Linked DNA regions of Mus musculus: region 2 is linked to region 1. The links are chromatin contacts, called in public Hi-C maps. All regions are on one chromosome and are shown on one strand. Each heading gives the region's core, a stretch centred on a gene start, on an enhancer-like site or on the middle of the called end of the contact. The rest is flanking DNA. Distances are from core to core; before and after follow the strand shown.

Region 1 (3,320 bases), core at 482-2,981:
TTAAACCTCCGAAACTGTGAGCCTGCCCCAATGAAATGTTTTCCTTTATAAGTGTTGCTTTGGTCATGGTGTCTCTTCATAGCAACAAAACACCCTATCATAAGTAGAAAACATAAGTTGGAAACACACTAAATCCACTTAGCCTTCCAATCCCAGCTCAGGAACACAGCCTGCTGACCCGAGGCTGCCTGGGAGCTGTATCCTGCTCAGCTGTCTGCCCAGCTTCTCAAAGGAGAATTGTACCACTTACAGCTGGACTGGGGAAAGATTCAGATTCCAGCTACAAAGCATCTTTCTTCCAAATACACATGGCTTCCATGCTGTCACAGCCTCTGACAGTCTCTAAGCTTCACTGTCCTCAGTTGGAGACACTCTGTAGCCAAATCTCAGCCGTGGCATCCCCTTATTCTGCACGTCCCAGGCTATGTTTCTTACTCTTTCTGAACACTTTTTCTATAAGTACAAAAGAACCATTAAGGTTAGCTACTCTCTGGGATATGGTAAAGACAGAGATGGAGTAAGGTGCTGACACACAGGAGGAACTAAGTATACAAACATCACCACATAAAACGTGACCCCAGCCCCTCTGAGGACTGGCTCACCTGGGCATGAACAAGCTTATATGGAATTCTATGCCACCTCAAGCCCCCCTCCCACACCGCTTGATGTATATCATCCTCAGCTAAGATTCTGGAGTTTGAGACTCCCTCCCATCCCTCTCTTTTCTGCCTACATCACCACCTTTCCTTGACCTCTAGTTATGGCCATGAAATTAGCAGCCATGCTGTGCAGTGAAGAAGAGGGGGTTCCTCGACTCAGGGCTTCCTTCAGACAGCTTTGTCCAGTTCTTACTGGGGAAACAATGAGAGAAAGATCTCTGTGTGCTCTGCAGAGCAGCCGACTGGCAGCTGCAGTCTTCTCTTCTAGCAGGGACTTTTCAGGCTTCCTTTTTTTCTCCTTTGAAAACATGGGAGCAGGCCCAGCCAGGGAAGCAGAGCTGAGCCTTGTTCTCTAAAGCAGTGCACGGAGTATGCTAAGCTCCCAAGCCACATCTCCAGCTCGAGAGACTTTAGGGAGCTGGAACTGTGTTGTATCCCCAGTGCGGTTCTGGTCACACAAATCTACGTTTAAATTTTGGATTCCCTGGAGTCTGATGGAGTCACTCGGGTTTGATGACATCAGGACATTTTAAAGCTCCCTAAATAATCCATCGTGCTGTCAAATGAGTCAAACATTGACATCAATAGAATTTAAGTCTGTGCATCTGGCCCTGTGAACACGCAGGGGTGGTAGGTAATAAAGCTGGGGAAGCGACAATGGCCCCAGGCTGAGCCCAAGTCCTCCAGTGTGCGGAGGTGGAATGAGGAAGAAGGGATTCAGTTGTAGGTGTAGAGGCTGAAAGAGCCTTGCCTCAACTAACACCAGCTCCAGCTGTTGATAAAAAGGTTTTCTCTGGGTCCAGAGCAGATGGAGGATCCAGATGGGTTCCTGAATCATCTCCTGCACGGAGGAAGCAGCGTAGCCCTGCTGGCCCCTTGACCTTTTCTCAGGGGAATCAATTGTGGATTTCCAACCTTCCAACCTGGAAGATAATGAATCTGTGTTGCTAAGACACCGGGCTTGTACTAATTTGTGACAATAGCAGGAGGAAATGAGAACACTCATGCTCTGCCCGAGCAGGCTCCTAGTCACAACTTCCTGTGTGCCTCCCTCCTCCCCTTCAGCCTGTGTGGAAGGCCTCATCCTGTTTGAGCACTAGGTGGCCTTGGGTCCTCCACTTGGTGTCTTTGACACAGTCCTCTCATTTGCTAAAAAACCTATAATACAATAGACGTCACCTGCAGCTCTAAGGGTAAACGGGATGACGTCTGGAAGGTCTCTTAGCAACCATGCCTGGCATGAAATTGGTGCTTGATGCTATTTTTAGGCATGGAACAGAATTCTAAAATTTTTGTTCCTGCTCTGGATGGGGTCCCAGCCTTCCCTGAGGGGACAGTCCCTTTCTGAAGTGCATAGGCTGAAGAGAGCTGACTTTCTCTTTCCCACCAGCCCCAGGGCCTCACAGTCTTGCCTGCCACCCTGACAGCAGAGAGAAACTCAACTAGCGGCTCAAATCCTTTTGTTGCCATTTCTTAGCTGAATGACCTCAAAGGAGTGAGCCCACCTCTCTGAGCCTTCTTGCCTCCTTTGTAGAGAACTCATTGTGCGGCCTGGCCCAGGATGTTGGTGTAAGGGTGAAGTATGCTCAGTGTGACTGGGTATATGGCAGGTGTTCAGTAACCAGATAAACTGTCAGTCTCCCTAAAGGAGGAGGGGCTTCCTCTGCCCAGGTTTGGGTGCTTCCAAGTCCCACACGGTTTGCAACCCCATGATAATAATGATTTCTCAGGCTTACAGATTCACTAGGGCTTCAAATGGGATTATAACAAAGAGGTGTCTTGAAGCCTGAACTCTATGGCCTGGAGTTTAAACTCATCAAATAGATTCCAGAAGAGCCTTTCCCAAGTAGATTGGGTAGGCCCCAAGAGCCCAAGACTTTCTGGAACTTTCAGAAGCATCTCCCACTGAGGCTTCCCGCAGAATCCAATTTTTCACGGTAAGCAAACAAGACTCTCAATGGAGCAAAAGAAGAGCATTTTACTCTCGATGCCAGCTGCTCAGACCCATGCAAGTGAGTTCCCGCTTCCTGCCTGGACCTCCAGCTTGTTAGATTTAAACAAATGAAAATATTAAATGCTCAATTTCAGATAAATAACAAGTAATTTTTAAGGAGTAAGTAAGTCTCAAGTACTGCATAGGACATTTAGCTGCTCCACCTTAACCATGCCTGCCAGAAACTTGTAAAGTCAAATTCAAGGCCCCGCTCGCAGGGGAAGTGAAGTTGCTGAACTCTTTCTCAGGCAAGAATGTGACAACCCAAACTCAGAATGTCTCTATCAGATGTGCCCCAGTTCTGAAAAGCAGCTAGGGACCCTTCATCTTCAGCATAAGAATAACCAGTGTGTGCACGGGTGGGGGTGGGAGGCCAGAAGACGCGTATTTTGGTAGTAATTGTTGCTGCCTCCCAAGCTAGTCAGGGACTCAATTGTCAGAGTTACCCAGAGGCAGATGGCCAGGCTCTAGAGTTATGAGACTCTTAATTCCCCCCACCCCTCATCTCTTTCCACAGTGACATTTGCAATATCTGTGAATGAAGTTGCATAAAATGCATGTGCAGGAAGGTGCCAGTAGCAACTATCCCTGTTTCTTAGTCCGTTTTCTGTTGCTGTAACAAAGTACCCGAGTCTGGTAATTCTAAAAGAACAGGTTTATTTGGCTCA
Region 2 (3,320 bases), core at 307-2,806, 590 kb after region 1:
CTGCAAGGCTGAACTGTTGTGAGCGACCCAGAGTGATCCGACTCACACTCAGAAATCAGCCGGCAAGGGTGGGAGGTGGAGGATGGGGGCAAGGATGACGGGACAGGGAAGATGATGGCATTACTACAGCTACAGGCAGAGCTGGGGAACTGGGAAGTGGGAGGAGCTAGCTGATTCAGGTACATCCAACTTCTACAGTCTGTGCTTCTGCTTTGTGCAGGACATGAGAGAAACCAGCGGGTGCCTTGGGTGGCAGCTCTGCTGGGGAAGCACCTTAGGATCTGGTGCACTGGAGGGAATTACTGGGCCAGGGAGGGCCCTGGTTCCAAATGGATGCCACTCTCCACAATCTCCGAGTGGGTCAGTAAGAACAGCTTAATCAAGAGCGCCAAGAAGATAGTCCTGTGCCTGAGGCAGCACAAAGCCATCTTTGGTACAAAACTGGCTTTGGTAAAGACAATCCTCCCGCCTTGGCCTGGTACCAATCAAGTAACCCCTTCTATTAGTGAAGCCCATCCAGACCAGCCTTCAAGGCCAGAACAGCAGAAAGCACGGACAAAGAAGCCAAAAAGGCAATAGAGGGGTTTCCAGAGGGATTCAAAATAAAGTAGTCTGCAAGGCCTGCCTGGACTGACGAGAACTCTCCCTTAAGAAATTCCTCGACTGATCTATGGGTGGGGAGGTGCCTGAAGGGGAACCCCTGCTTCGTGGCTGAGAAACCACTACCTGCAGTCTGAACTTCCTATCCATGGTGTTATGTGTGTCCATCCATCCATCCATCCATCCATCCATTCATTCAGCCAGCATCTGTTAGTTACTGAGCGCCCAGCCAATGCTAGGATGAGCTAGAGAAAAGAGATGTGGAGCCACTTGTAGCTTTGCTTTGCTTAGTGTGGGGCAACCATGGGTTGGACCCACCTGCTCCATGAATCTAGAGGCTGTCCTCAGGTCCTCTGTAAAAGGCGATTAACCATCCCCTCCTGACCCCCAACTCCCAGGTGTTGTGAGATTTTAAGTGAGCATCCGTGATAATGACAGGGCACAGGGCCAGGTGTGGACTCAGTCCCCCACGGGGTCAGGGGCTTGCTACCTACCCAGCATCCCTGCTCTCTTTCACCTTCGCAGCCCTGTGCAGGGCTGCCAGGCCATTTTTGCAGTTTTTCCTCTCCCTGTCATAGACAGTAAACCCAAGAGACCTAGTGACCACCTCTCCCTGACCCCCAGCCCCCGCCCCCAGCCCTGGGGGCAAGCGATCGGATTTATAGCGACTGGCACGCCAGCGGTTCTCACACACCGAGGGGGATGGGCAACCTCCCTGAGCCCTTAACGGGAATGGAGAGCTCGAGCAAGATGCTTGGGTGCCTGGGTTTAGAGTCGCCAGGCCCGGGCGCGGGGGGCGGAGCGCGCCGTCCCGCCGGGCGCGGGGACAAAGGCCCGCGGGCGGACGTGGCCGGGCCGGGCCGGGAGGGCCCTTTAAGCAGGGTGGGCGGGCGGCGTGGAGGCGGGCAGGGGCGGGGCGCGGAGGGCGGTGGCGGCGGCGGCAAGTGCTCGGCGGCAAGGATCGCTTTGGCCCGGCCCGGCCCGCACGGCGCTGGGCGCGGAGAACGGCCATGCCGCCGCGGCGCAGTATCGTGGAGGTGAAGGTGCTGGACGTGCAGAAGCGGCGCGTGCCCAACAAGCATTATGTGAGTCGGCGTCCGCGCCACGCGGCGATCCCAGCCCCGCGCAGAACTTGTGCCCCGCGCCCTCACCGCCGTCTCCCCACGCGCCCCGGGTCCCCGCGCCCTCCCTGCTGTCTGTCTCCCCACGAGCCCTTGGTCCCTGTGCCTTCCCCGCCATCTCCCCGCTCGCCCCTTGGTCCTCGCCATCTCCTCGCGAGCTCTCGCCTTGCCCACCCGTACAAAAGTCTGGCCCCAGCCGCTGCTGCAGACTAAGACAGAAACCAGGAGAGAAACCCACGGAGCCGTGGGTCTCAGGCCACCCTCCTACCCAGAGGCGCCCAGCCTCATAGGATTAGCGAACCTAGCCCTTCATCCTTCTGTGCATGGGTCATTTGAGCGCCCCTTCCCTGTAACTTCCGCTTAACAATGTGGGAAAGTTTCCCCAGGAGTAACCCCCCTCTGTGACAGGAGAATTTTGTTTGGAGCTGCTAAGGTGTGGAGGAAATGGGTCCCTGGCATCATTTTGCAGATGGGAACGCTGAGACTCAAAGGCTGAGGATTCTCAAACGTGGACGATGGGCCTGGGGCCCACGGTGACCCTCAAGTGGGAAGTGGCCTCTCAGGCTGCTTGGGGACTTTGTTGGAGGTTGAGGTGGCCTTGGTTCCACCTCAGAGGTTCTGGGTAGTAGGACAGTGGATTTAGAGGAGGCCCTGGGGACTTCACTCCAGGTGTGAGGGGGACTGGCTTCCCTGTGGCTGTGCCAGTCCTGAAGAAGTTAACCAGGAAAGAAAAAAGCAAGAGGGAGGGAAAAAAAAATCCTAACAAAGAAGTGAGGAACAATGACTAGAGAGGGCGTTGGCTGGAGAAAGGCTGGCCAGGGGCCTCCCTGGAAGCCCCTTTGGATCTATTTGTTTAAGAGATCCATTCTTACAAAGCAGACAGCTATACATGCCTTCCCTGAGTCGCCCATAAAATTCTGAAAGGAGATGGCCGGGTATCCACTGTACTCTACAAGAAAGGGTGTGCTGTGTTCCAGTGTATTGTTATAGTCTAGGCCTTCAGTAACTCAGCCCTGGGCCAGCCAGCGGGGGGCTGCTTCCTGGACCTGTGGTATCTTTAAATAGAGCTAAGTTTTCCCTGCTTCAGAGCTCAGCTAAATTGTCTTGGTTTCCCCACCCCCACTCCCTTTCCCCCCCCCCCCCCCCTTAACTATTTCAAATGCTGCCAAGTCTTGGTTTCTTGTTGAAGCCTGTTGAGTTGCCTCTTGGGTATGGGACAGTTTTCAGCAACACACCAACTGGAGGAAGTCTGAAATTCTCCTCCATGCCGCCTTCCACCAGATCCGACAAACCAGAATAGATAGAACCACCAAGGACTGGGTGTCACCTTCTACTCCCTTGTGGTGTCACACATGTTTAGTGGTGGTCTTCTCAAGTCTGTTTCAAGGATGGGGCAGCTAACAGTAAGGAGCAGAGCAGGCCTGTTGGACCAAAGACGTTGGCCCGTCAGACCACGCCCCTTTCCACATCCCACACACCCACAGAGGCCCTGGACAGAACGCTCCCAAAACCTGGGAATCAGCTCAGACTTTTGTGGCTTTGAGGGGTACCCCTGAGGTTCTAGCCAGTTGTCCAGGGCTCCCTGAGCCAGGTATGTGT

The links. A called contact is a pair of places that touch in the nucleus more often than the background predicts.
Region 2: a contact with region 1 is called in a Hi-C map of cortical neurons, with 2.6 times the contacts expected there. The contact joins the promoter of Sh3pxd2b here to the enhancer-like site in region 1. A contact is called at or near these places in 3 of 39 promoter capture datasets (HPC-7-derived erythroid cells, pre-B cells and stem cell-derived epiblast-like cells) and 1 of 484 Hi-C or Micro-C datasets (cortical neurons).

The regions. Positions count from the first base shown.
Region 1 is chr11:31,758,355-31,761,674 of GRCm38.p6, forward strand. No RefSeq gene overlaps it. Among named protein-coding and RNA genes, the nearest start is that of Gm39674, 8.7 kb to the left of the region's middle. Within about 2 kb of position 1,732, at least 74 of the 459 cell types and tissues checked have an H3K27ac peak or open chromatin away from gene starts, as enhancers often do. A contact at or near this core is called in cortical neurons, where this site is marked.
Region 2 is chr11:32,346,284-32,349,603 of GRCm38.p6, forward strand. It overlaps Sh3pxd2b (SH3 and PX domains 2B), which reads left to right and starts at 1,557. Exons shown (of 13, transcript NM_177364.4): 1 at 1,557-1,685. The coding sequence starts at 1,611.